2 separate regions of the Columba livia genome follow, and region 1 is linked to region 2. Evidence: chromatin contacts called from public Hi-C data. All regions are on one chromosome and are shown on one strand. The core of a region is the stretch at or near the end of the contact, and the rest is flanking DNA. Distances in the headings are between cores, read along the strand shown.

Region 1 (5,942 bases), core at 2,352-4,851, 68 kb before region 2:
CAAAGCATCCAGATAAGCACGTGGGCTGGCAGGTCCTCGTTGCAGCGTGCCTGACGCCGCGTCCTTGGAAGCAAACGCGACTCCCCTCCCCCAGACCTGAGCTGCACGGGCACAATTAGAGGTACAAATACTGGCTGCAAAATTCCGTCCCAGTCCGTTGGAATCCAGCTGGCCCAGCGTGTGGCAGCTGCTGGGTGAGAATTCACGCGGCGGTTCAGAGGCCACGTCTGCCCGGTCCTGCCTTCCCAGCCCTTCCTAGGGCTCCGTGCTGCCTCAGACCCCCACCAGAGGTGACCCCGTCCGAACTGCTATTTGGGGCTTGCTGTGTCACAGCTTCCAGTGGGACAGTCTCAGAGAACCTTTGTCTGCTGTATTATCCAGTCTTCCCAGATTTACCCAATTAACAGGCGTCATTTTGCCGTGAAAGCACTGACATAGCACGTGTATTTGTGAAAATCCCCCTAGCGAGCTCCTGCCCGTCCTGCCGTCCGTCCTGCCCGTCCTGCCGTCCGTCCTGCCCAGCGCTGGGCTGTTTGCAGCTGCGCCCCGCACTGAAGCGCTTGTCTTCCCCTTCCCCATTTTTAGCTTTTACTCCTGCCCTGGTAGCAGAAGCCACGTTCTCATGGCTGCGGACATTGCTGCCAGAGCATGCCAGTGAGGGCTAAAGACACGCCAGAGCCGCTGCCGTTGTATTTGCAGGTGAGGTTCAATGTTCTGCTTTATTTCTTATTTTCAAAGAACGGCTACAGGTTCCTCCTGGTCTCAGGCAACTGCTGGTGTGGTGGAATTTGTCAGAGAGCAGTAGCTTATTTACCTGAACAGCTTTAAAATGATTCTCCTGTCTTTCAGTGTGCATTACCTCATTACATATTCAAATGTGCAGGCCTAGTTTTGTGCTTGCATGTACGAGTTACTTGAATTACTCTTTCTGCATGCAATATTACACATGAAGCGACAGTGGCTGCGAGCCCAGGGCTGTGCCCATGGGCCTGTCCATGCCCACGGCCACGGGGGCCCCAGGGCACAGGCACGGGCCGTGACCAGCCAGCTGTCCCACAGCAGGAAAATGGGAAGACTGCTGAATACGGAGTCCAATTGACATAATGGCAGGTAAGTCAGAGGAAAGAACACACCTGGGGATTTTCAGGGCCTCTTTCTTACCTGTAAGGAACTGAGCTTTGGTTTCCTTTCTCTCGTGAGACAGGAATTCAAGCCTTGTCTGACTCTAAGCATGGCACGTGGTGGCCAAACAGGCCTGTGCTGAATTACATGTCTTAGTAATAATTCCCTCACTGTGAGAACACTGCGAAATGGGCTGGATCACAGGCACGTGGGCAGGCAGCTGCAACGTAGCCATGTCGTCTGGTGCTGAGCCAGAAGGGACGAAGTTGTCGAGTGCATGTGGATCAGGTTTCGGGGGACGGCAGCCACAGAACGAACCAAGCCTCCTTGAGAGCTGATGCTGAATTTAAAGGTGCATTTTTTCCAGGTCAGATCAGCAAAGACGTGTCACCATTCTCGGCAGAACTGCCCTCCTGAGCTCTGTTTCTCTCTGCAACAAGCTCCCTGCTGGCTCAAGCCCTTATTCACCCTTTCTGGCAACGCAGCTGCTGCCTGCTGGTGCTTCTGAACTGGGATCGCAGCCCTCAGGCCGGGTTAGTTTCTATAGTGGCTGCAGATTGAAGAACTAAGATTTAATCTGGATGTGATTTATCAGTCCATTACATTCAATTCATCTGGTTATTTCATGCCCATCTTCAGTCTGCTACTTGGATTCTTTCCAGCAGTTCCATACTGAAAGAGCAAAAATTATACAAGGACAGGGCCAAACAAACCCCCAAACATCTGGAGGCAAAACGGTTCCTATGGACAGCGTGGGGACGCTCATCTCAGTGAGGGGCCCGGCCAACTGACCGAGGGCGGCACCGTGCGAACCGAGCAGGGTGCTCTGAGTCACGCGTGGAGGAAGGCGTGGAGGTGAATCTCATCAGTGCACCCGCAGGAAGAAGCACAAGCCCCCCTGAGCTGCAGCCCCACCGAGCTGCGGTTCCAGCCCCGTCCGTGACGGGACTGCCCGCGTGGACGGCAGCGGGCGGGAGGACGCCGGGTCTGCGCCGGCACGGCGCTGCGTGGGGCAGACACCAGCCAGGCCCAAAGTGTCCTCCCCTGTGGGAGGAGTGCACTGAGTGTAACTTGGTTCATGGATCAGCGGAGACTCCGCGGCTCCGCCGCAGCGGTAGCTCAGGTAGGTGTGCAAACAGTGCCCGTGACAGGTGCGGGCTCCTGTCCACGACACGCGCGGGCGTGCAGAGCTGGGCTGCGCCGGACCGCCGCGCTGCCTGCCCCGCGGACACCCGGCCCCGTGGCTCCAGCCCTTCTGAGGACGAGAAGGTGCTACAGAGCTGGGCTATAAAAGCCATCTCATGAACTATTTGTAGAATTTCAGTGTTCCCCTCTTTGAGTTAGTGAATGTAAAATAGTTTTTGAAAATTAATTGCTCAGTACAAGATCAAATATGTAGAAATATATTGCAGAAAGTCCTATTAGAAAGCATATAAATAAAGAATCTAGTTAATAAGCCAAAACATCAGCAGCCAGAACCTGCAGAGGGGGATAATTGTACTCTAATTACTTCCGTGGCTTCCTGGTTCATCACTTCTGTTTGTTTTCTAAAACCACAGATTTCCTGTGAACTTTTGAATCTGCTGGTTTTAGTCATGTGGTAGTTATGAGGCTTTTGTGCTTAAAGCCAAATTTAATGTCAACTGGAGATCTAACACTAACAACTTGTTATTACTTGGATGTTTGTTATTAATTCATAAGAAAAAATTGAATTAATAAATGTTTTGACTATAAACGCGCCCATAGGTGCTGTTTGTTTACATCGTGCTCTGCAGTTCGGCGGTGAAATTCCGCCGGTCGGGGTCCCTTCGGGTCAGTCTCACCTGTGCTCATGCGCTTGGTTATTCAGCTTAGGACAGGAGGAGGGGGGACACGGTCTGACGAGCGCCAGGACGCTGCGGGGAGCGGGAGCGTGGAGCAGCCGGGCGGCGGGAAACACAGGGGCTGCGTTCATAAATTCTTGAGCTTTATGCGAAAATATGTAAAAAGTAACGAGCACTGGCTTGGAATAAAAGGCAAGCTGTAAAAATTCCAACTGTTTTTGAGGCTGGATACATTAATCGCATCGGACAGATACAGATCAAGACAAGTTTCTCATCGAGTCAGGTGCGCTCGGCGGGTAACGCTGTTCCACGGGGCAGCGGGACGGGCTGCGGTGTCCGGTAGCGCGCTTCCCGAGAGAGCCGGGAGCGGGAGCAGCTGCCGGGGAGCGCCGGGGAGCGCCGGGGAGCGCCGGGGAGCGCTGGGGAGCAGCTGCTGGGGAGCAGCTGCCGGGGAGCGCTGGGGAGCGCCGGGGAGCGCGGCCGCCGGCTCCTGGGCGGCTGGGCGGGGCAGCCCCGCGCGCGCCCGTGGCGTCACAACGGCATCAACGCCGCGCGCAGCGGCCGCCGGGGCGGAGCTCCGCCGGGGGCGTGGCTCCACCGGGGGGCGCGGCTGCGCGGCGTAGAGAGGTGACGAGAGTGGGCGTGGTCTCTTGTCCCGCCCCTTCCGCCTGACGTCGTCGCGCGCGCCCTGCCCCGCCCCTCGAGGCTGCGCGCTGACGTCGCGCGCGGCCGGTGTGGCGGCGCGCGGGGATGGAGCGGCCGCCGCGGCCGCGCTCGGACGCTCCGCGGGCCGGTGAGTGAGCGCGGGCGCCTCCCCCGCCGCCAGGCCCGGTGCTCGGCCGCGCTTTCCCGCCCCACCCCGCCCCGTTTTCCTGGGGCCGGTTCGGAGCCCCGGGGGGGGCCGCGGCCCAGCGGCCTCGGGGCCGCCCGCCCCTCACCACGTCCCGGCCCGTTCCGGCTCCCGGGCCTCGTTGCCGGCAGCGGCGGGGACGGGGCGGCGCGGCGGGCCGGGCCGCGGGTGCAGCCGGGGGGCGGCGGGGCCGCTGGCGGCGCCGGGAGGCCCGAAGCCGCCGGGCCGGTGTGTCCATCCCTGCGGCTGCGGCGGCGCCGCCGGTTCGCGGGTCGGGGCTGTGGAGGCGGCGGATGCGTCTGACCGCACTGGTGTTTGAGATGAGTTTGGGTGTATTCTCCACCTGTTCTTCCTCACTTTAGCTGTCTTGTATGAGATAATTAAGATACTAATTACTTAATTGTGCTGACATGTAAGTGAGCTCAAGCTTTGCCGTTCTAGAAGCGGAGTTTCGGAGACGGGCCCTTAGGGAGCCTCATCGGTAAGCAGCGGCCGCCGAGCTGTCCAAGCGCCAAACGCCGCGGGGCGTCAGCCACCGCCGCTGCGGCACCGGGGCTGTGCCCGGCACAGGAGGGCGCCTGCAGCGGGCTGGGGCAGCGCTTGCACTGAGGAGGCGTATGGGCGGGGGGAGGTGAACTGAGGCTGCCGGTCTGAGTAGAAGTGTGTGCAAGGAAGAGAGTAACGTTACCGCTGTGTCGGGGCAGCGTCCGTCCCCACAGACCTTCAGCTGAGATGATTCTGTGCGTTGGGAGCCCTTGATGACACACACCTGGGTACAGCTGTGGCTGTTGTGGTGCTCACGTCCTGGTCCTGGGGAGCAGGCCCTGCTGTCCTCGCTGCTCCTGCTTCAGCAACAGTAACGTGTTGCCTTAGCCTCGTGTTTAGTCAACAGGATGGTGCTTCTCCGTGGACAGATTGTTTTTCTGTCTGGAGGTGTGGAAGGGCAGGCGGACTGGCTGGAGGATTGTTGCTGTCTCGGTGCTGGGGAACTCTGTCCCCTCTCTTGTTGGGGGACAGTGGGGCTTCCCGGCTCACAGCCCTTGTGCTGCTCAGGGACTGCTCTGTGCCCTGAAGCACGGCTGGCGGGTCTGCTGTGTCCGTCCTGCAGCGCTGAGCGCTGCGGCACGCTTGGGTGCTGCTCCTTTGCCTACAGAGGAGGTCGTACCCTCGTGATGGGGACGCGAGTGGTGACTCTCTCAGGTGAGAAAGTGGTATTTCAGTACCAGCAGTGAGACTCGTTGCAGTGGTTTGTGGGGCGAGCTCTGGGGGCTGGGCGGGCGGTCCCCACAGGCCCCTGCCAGCCTCAGCCCTCGGGGGTTCTGTGAACTCAACACAATTTTGATAGCGGATAAACAGCTTTGCGAGAAGGGATGATAGGTGAGTGAAACGCAGCGTGAAGGTGGCAGTGATTTGTCAGCGCTGCTAGGAAGTGAGTAGTTTGGTGTGGTTTAAATACTTAAAATTCTTAAAACCCCTAAATAGTTGATGCTGGATGGTGTCACAGCACAGTGAACTGATTCTTTAAGGTTGAATGTAAACTCCAAATATTTAAACTATTAATCCAGCCAAGGATGTTAAAACGGTCACAGAAGGAAAACAAGGATACGAGTAATTGTCTAGAGTTAAATGTCTTTTTTGCTAAGTGAAATCTCTCCATACTTTCAAAAGCAGTTTATGATAATGCAAAACTAGGTGACCTTTTTTATTTGTAAAGAAGAATCTATTGTTGTACCAGAAGTACAAAGGCTTGTATCACAACAACATTGAACAGCTTTGATTTGGAACCCAGATCTGCCGTACTGTGTGAAATGCAAACACGCAGCAGAAGGTCTCTGCCCCAAAGAGTTTACATTTTCTTAACTTACATCCCAATTAAATAGATTCAGAAGTACACCAGCACTCCGGCATGTTGGCGCTGTGCGGGAAAGGCCCTGGTATGTACCCTGTATCCCTGCTTTGCTGGACTTCATCACTCTGTTGGTTCTTATTTCGAACGGCAGCTCAGTAGTCGGACAGTGGTCACACAGACGTTCCTGGTGAAAATACACGGTGAACATCAAGGTGTCTGAGGAGCTGCAGGTTTGGGCTGGAACAAGGCTCTGTTATGATCGAACATTGTGTGAATCCTTAGAGTATTTTCCTCCTTG
Region 2 (6,184 bases), core at 1,220-3,719:
CCAAGCAGTTCTCTCTGTGCCGAGTTCCCCTGCAGTTTCCCGGTACGAAGGGTCGGGCGGTGAGAGCCGCGGTCCAGCCGCGCCCGCGCTGCGCGGGCCGGTCGGTGCCAGTCACGGGGCAGAGCCCCGGCAGCCACGCGGGACACGGAGCTGGTGCCCAGCTCAGCGCTCCCTGGCGCTGGCGGCCTCGCTCTCTGCCCACTTACCTTTGGGAAGCAGCAGAAATACTTGCCTGGCTTTGAAAGGGCATTGAAGCATGAGTTTAGTGTAAGTTTGGACTTGAAAATCCGAAAAGGAAGTGCTACATACAAATGCAAAGTATCCCTAGTGTATTTTAAAAGTGCTCAATTAACGTCAGGGAGTTACCGTTGAAGTCAATTGAAAACTCCTTCAATGGGAAACAAACGTGTGTGTCTCAGAACTGCCGTACCTCTTTTTTGGGCAGTCCTCCCCTCCCTGCTCCCGGCCTGCTCACCGGTGGCAAACTGAAAGGTAAGCCTGCAGGTTAATGATTCGTGTGCCCTCCAGATAAATAATATGATGATCTTTGCTAGTTGAGCTGAATCATGGAGATAAAGAAAAAATAAGTCAAAGATATCCATGTGACCGCACACGTGAAGGAGACACGGGTCACGTTTGATCGCTGTGCCATTTTTATGTCCGTTACTAGTCCAAGTGTGGGTAAAAATGTGTAAGAGCTTATGGTATTAGAACGGAACTAGTTTAAACAAAAATTTGGGTAATGACGCATTGTATTCTAATTCTGTCCTTGATCGCATGGCTTGGCAGTTGCCATTTAACCGGTCTGTGTGTTTTCCTCAGGACAGAAGGAGGATTAACGTGACCTCACCTGGCAGAAAGGGTTTCCGTGGTGCCCGGCGAGGGGCCGCAGCGCTGCCGCGCGTGCTGTTGGGAGGGCTGGGGCAGCCACGCCAGTTCGCAGTGAAACGTCCGTCGTGTTCACTGGGGCGATTTTGCCACCCTCGTTAAAGCTGCTGTGCCTTGTGTGTCACTTGTAGATGTGAACGACTGGAAGAGCAGCTCAATGACCTGACTGAGCTCCACCAGAACGAGATCCTCAACCTGAAGCAGGAGCTGGCCAGCATGGAGGAGAAGATCGCCTACCAGTCCTACGAGCGCGCGCGGGACATCCAGGTGGGTGACAGGGACTCTCGGTCCCGCCTTCCCCCCGCTCTTTCTTAACTCCTCCGCTTTTGAAATGCTTCTGTGATGCAATGTTTGGCTTTCACCCTTGTAGTTTTATTGCTAAGCTGCGTATTGGAGACTTCTGCAAGGGCCTTTTCTCCACCTCGGCCGGCCGGTGCCCGTGCCGCGGCGGCTGCCAAGGGCCGTGCCCCTCGCCGCGCGGGGGCTGCCAAGGGCCGCCCGCTCGCTCCGCAGCCCGTGCCGGGCTACGGCAGACGGGAAACCTGCGTCCGCTTTGTGCGCAGGGTTTGTAGCGGATTAGAAACGAACAGGCCGCCACCCAAGGACGTTTTTTACAGTAGCGTTCCCAGAAAGTGACCCTGGGGTGTGTTTCTGTGTCGCTAATTTTAGAGCCACAGCCACATATGTCTAAGGAAAAATGCGTTGTGCGTCCACCGCATTGAGTCGGGAAACAATTATTTCTGTTGGTTTTGCCCAAATAAGGAGATGTGTTTTAAAAGATAAGTTTCTTTCAGTATGTAAAAGACCAAAGCTATGGTAACAGAAATGATGAGGTTGGAGGGTCTTCCGCAGAGCAGAAGACCTGGGAAATGATGTGAGCAGCCTCTGAACGTTACAAACAAAGGCCTGTTTCAGACAGGGAGATCGTCCCTTTTGGACACTTGTGCTGGTTTTAGCAGGCGTCTCGGTTTCGGGTGCTGACGTGAGATGTTTGAGGCGTGAGCAGAGGGTTGTGGGCCGGGGACGCTCAGATGCAGCCGCGAGTCCGGGGCGCGTCCCCATCCCGCCGCCGGGGCAGCCACAGGCGGCTGAGGGGCTGCACCCGGACTGCGAGGGGCCCTGACTGAAGAGGAGCCCTCGTGTTTCATTGACCTCCCCAGATATGATGCAATGGCAGAGAAATGTAACAGGAGACAATGACCTTTAAGTTAGTTAAAATAAATCAGTGTCTGTGCACAGGGGGCCGTGGCCTCTGACACAGTAAACAGGAGGCTCTCCCTTGGGGCAGTGTTACAATATTCGGGTTTTGTTCTCCTCTGTAATTTCACACAGCAGGCAGAAGTTAGGTTGAAAACTTAAATTGAAATGGGGATTTCTTAATAGCTTTTTTGAATCTTTATGATTCAGCACTTTCAGTGTAAACTTGCAAATTGGGACAGACGATTCCTCAGCATTGCCATGGAAAAAGCAAAGGTTTTCTTGCATACAGAACTAGTTAGGAGCGCGGTGGGACGCTGCGGAGGGACAGACAGAGCTCAGTCTGTAGGCAGGAGCGCAGTGATCTCTGGGTGTTACCCCAAGTTGGCCTCCAGGTCTCAGGCCTTTAGGGCTGAGAAAAGCATCTCTGAGGAGGATTAATGGAGACTGTAACTTTGTACCTCCAAGAGCAGAAGTGTCCCATTGCATTAATTACCTTAAAAACCCTCCGTGTGTGTGGCCGGGGGTGTGCTGCTGGTGGGCTGGTCGGCTGGAGGTTCAGCGTGGTGAAAAGGCCTGAGAACATTCACCCCTGGGTCAGTGGTGCTTTAGAGGTGTTTGTACAGGGTAGTCATCTCCTCCCACGTACTTTTGCTTTGCCTCTTCCTAGAGGCAGTTCCATAGACCTCCCTCTCCTTACCCTTCTCCTGGCCGTCTCCTTCCTGCAGCCCTCACGGTTTCTCCCGGGGTGGTGCTGGTGCCATTCCACAGCTGTGCAGGCTGGGGACAGCACTGTGTGTCCCTCAGGCCGTCCCCGAGCCTGCAGCCCGCGGGGCTCCTCGCCCTGTCCTGGCGATGGCTCCATCTGTGCGCCCGCACCCGCGCTGGGGCCGCGGGGCTGCTGGGGTGCGAGGAGCACGGCCCCTCCGGCCCAGCCGAGGGGCAGCCCGGGCTGTCCACAGCCTGTCCCCATGCCTGTCCCCATGCCTGTCCCCATGCTGTCCCCATGCCTGTCCCTGGGCTGTCCCCCTGGCTGTCCCCATGCCTGTCCCCATGCTGTCCCCATGCCTGTCCCTGGGCTGTCCCCCTGGCTGTCCCCATGCCTGTCCCCATGCTGTCCCCATGCCTGTCCCTGGGCTGTCCCCCTGGCTGTCCCCATGCCGGTTCCCCATGCCTGTCCCCATGCTGTCCCCATGCTGTCCCCATGCCTGTCCCTGGGCTGTCTCCCTGGCTGTCCCCATGCCTGTCCCCATGCCTGTCCCCATGCTGTCCCCATGCTGTCCCCATGCCTGTCCCCGGGCTGTCCCCATGCTGTCCCCATGCTGTCCCTGGCGGGCAGGCGTGCCGGCCGCCCAGCGCTGTGCTCTCGCGACAGGAGGCCCTGGAAGCCTGCCAGACGCGCATCTCCAAGATGGAGCTGCAGCAGCAGCAGCAGCAGGTGGTGCAGCTGGAGGGGCTGGAGAACGCCACGGCCCGGAACCTGCTGGGGAAGCTCATCAACATCCTCCTGGCCGTCATGGCCGTGCTCCTCGTCTTCGTCTCCACCGTGGCCAACTGCGTCGTGCCCCTCATGAAGACTCGCAATAGGACGTTCAGCACTTTATTTATCGTGGTTTTCATTGCCTTTTTGTGGAAGCACTGGGACGCCATCTCCGGCTACTTGGAACGGTTCTTGTCTCCCCCCAGATGATGGCAGCGGGAATGGGCTGCGGCGCCCTCCTCCTGGCGCCCTCGGTGAGCAAGCGTGGCAAAGATTAGTCAGCAGCTCCTCTGCTGAAGTTTTAAGTGTCCGAGTGAATTTGTTTACATTTAGAATAACGTTTTTTCTCTGCGAGATGCATTGCAATAGTATTTTTTAGATTTTATTCAAGAACTCTTTTTGGCGAGAATCCTGGATAATTTTTATGTAGCATGGTTCTCTTTGAATGCAAATCTTAAGATTCTTTAAAGTGTACAAAAGAAATAAAATACAGAAATTTGGAGCATACCAATGGGCAGTTTAAATTGTGGCTCGAACTACTGTACCAAACCTGTCAGGAGGAGGAGAACGTGATTAGCGTAAGACGGGCAAAGCTAAATCTGGTGCACAGCCTCGAACGATGGTACCACAGCAAACCTGTAACACTAAACCCGTACTGTGAAGTCTGCTCACATTCCGTGTCCAAACGTGTGCGCTCAGAGTGGTTTCTGTCCTCGACACGAGGAGGACGACAGCGTGTGGGTCTCTGTCCCAGCCCCGCGGCAGCGTCACCGGTCCCGCTGCCCTGGCTCGCGGTAACGTTTCCAGGCCGCCGGTTCTGCCGGCGTGGGCAGTGGAAGCCTCTTGCGCACGCAGCAACTGCACGGTCGTGCTACAGTATTTTGAAGTAGTCCTTGACATACTTACCTTTAAGCAGAAGCCCTTGGTCGCACTTTTAAGGTTTTTTTAATATATGTATATTCACAGATTAAAGAAAAATCCAAACAGCATACTTGAAGAGTGTAATACTCAAACTCTCAGTGCTTCCTTATTGTTTCTAATAGGATTTTTTATTATAATTATTATTATTATTGGGGTATTTTTTTTGGAGGGAGTTGGGAGGGTCATTGCTTTTTTTTTTTCCTTTTAAATAAAGAAGTGATTTTTTAAATGAAGAAACGCGTGAATAATTGTGAGCTGTCTTGTCCCGAAGCAGTTTGAGGAGGGCAGAGGTTTCCCGGTCCAGCCTGTCTGCAGCGCAGCGCCATTCGTCTGCCATCGTCTGTGCCCCGGGCGTACAGATGCAGCGTCGAGAAGAACATCTGTCTTCTCCACACCTTTTTGTCGTGCAGGGTTTTTTTCTGTTTCCAGATGTGAAGGAGAGTGTGTTTATATCTCTCATTTCCATGTCATCTCTCACTCCTGGCCTCAGGATAAGAATAAGAAATTTCTCTTCATTCCTTCCCAGCCAAGGCAGGTTCTTTCAAGGAAAGAAATTCCGAATCAACAGTTCACTTAAACGAATTCTTGTCTCAGAAATATCTCTGATTTAATTTTTAAATAAATCCCTACAAATTGAAACCAAAGTTTTCCTCCTGTCGAGCTCCAGCAAGATCATCTGTGTGTCTGTTCCGAGGTCTCTGTGCACCGCGTCTGTGCCATGGGAGCCTCCTCGTCCCCGGCTTTGGGACACTCCTCGTCCCAGCTTTGGGAACATCCTCGTCCCTGGCTTCGGGACCCTCCTCCCGCACGGGTGCACTCGTCGCGGGTCCCTTTGGCGTCGGGTGGAACTGGGTCCCAGCCCCAGGCTCCTGCTGGGGACCCGCTGGTGCAGGCAGTACCTGTGTCCTGTACCTGGTGTCCCGCTCACCACAACAGCGCCAAGATTCAGCTTCCTTCCCCATGAAATCCAAAACCACTCCGGGATTCTCTTTCAAAACCAGTGATGGTGTTTAGTTACATCTTATGTTTTCCTTCCTTCCAGGCTTAAGTTCCCTCTGGGAGCCAATTGTTGCCCAGGTGACGTAAACCAGCTGGAATCAGACATGGATGTATGTGGAACGTGTACACCAAATACACCCATGTGAGCCCTGGGATGCAGGTTCGGGTTGCTGCGTTCCCTCGGGCTGGGTCAGCGCCCCGGGCTGTCTGGGGGCCAGCGCAGGTGAGCGCTCAGCTGTCCCTCCGCCTCCAGTCCGCCTGGCTTCCCATGGAGCAGGAGCCTCAGGGACCCCCCCGGGATCCAGCTCATCCCGTCACGCGTGCACTGATCTGCCGTTCTGCTTAAAACACAGATTGCCAGTAGCAACTGACTTGAGCCAAGAATGATTCTGCTTTCCAGAGCTGGACAGCAGAGGCTGTGTAGACCTTCCCTCCCCAGACCGCGCTCCTGGCTCCAGCAAAGCCCTGTTCTGTTCACCACCCTTCTCTGGCTGATCCAAGTCACAGGGGTAACCATCGCCTTCCCATTACATGTGTTTTGTCGGAAACAAAGGTGTGAATAACAGTAAGAACTGATTTGGCTCATAACTGAACAGCTTGGGTGCCTTTATTTCTGAAAAACAACCCTCATGCTCTGCTGTTCTGCGCTTTGATCGCAGTGGAGCTGCCCATGGTAGGTTTAGTGTGGTGGAAGCAGGA

What was found. Hi-C and Micro-C count contacts between places; a contact is called where the count stands out from the background.
Region 1: a Hi-C map of liver shows a contact between it and region 2, with 5 times the contacts expected there. The contact joins the promoter of TMCC1 here to the enhancer-like site in region 2. A contact is called at or near these places in 2 of 2 Hi-C or Micro-C datasets (crop and liver).

Annotation. Positions count from the first base shown.
Region 1 is chr10:22,771,305-22,777,246 of bColLiv1.pat.W.v2, reverse strand. It overlaps TMCC1 (transmembrane and coiled-coil domain family 1), which reads left to right and starts at 3,601. Exons shown (of 5, transcript XM_065074774.1): 1 at 3,601-3,738.
Region 2 is chr10:22,701,991-22,708,174 of bColLiv1.pat.W.v2, reverse strand. It overlaps TMCC1 (transmembrane and coiled-coil domain family 1), which reads left to right. Exons shown (of 5, transcript XM_065074774.1): 4 at 1,020-1,155; 5 at 3,461-6,184. The coding sequence ends at 3,775. Among named protein-coding and RNA genes, the nearest start is that of PLXND1, 24 kb to the right of the region's middle. Within about 2 kb of position 2,469, at least 1 of the 3 cell types and tissues checked has an H3K27ac peak away from gene starts, as active enhancers do.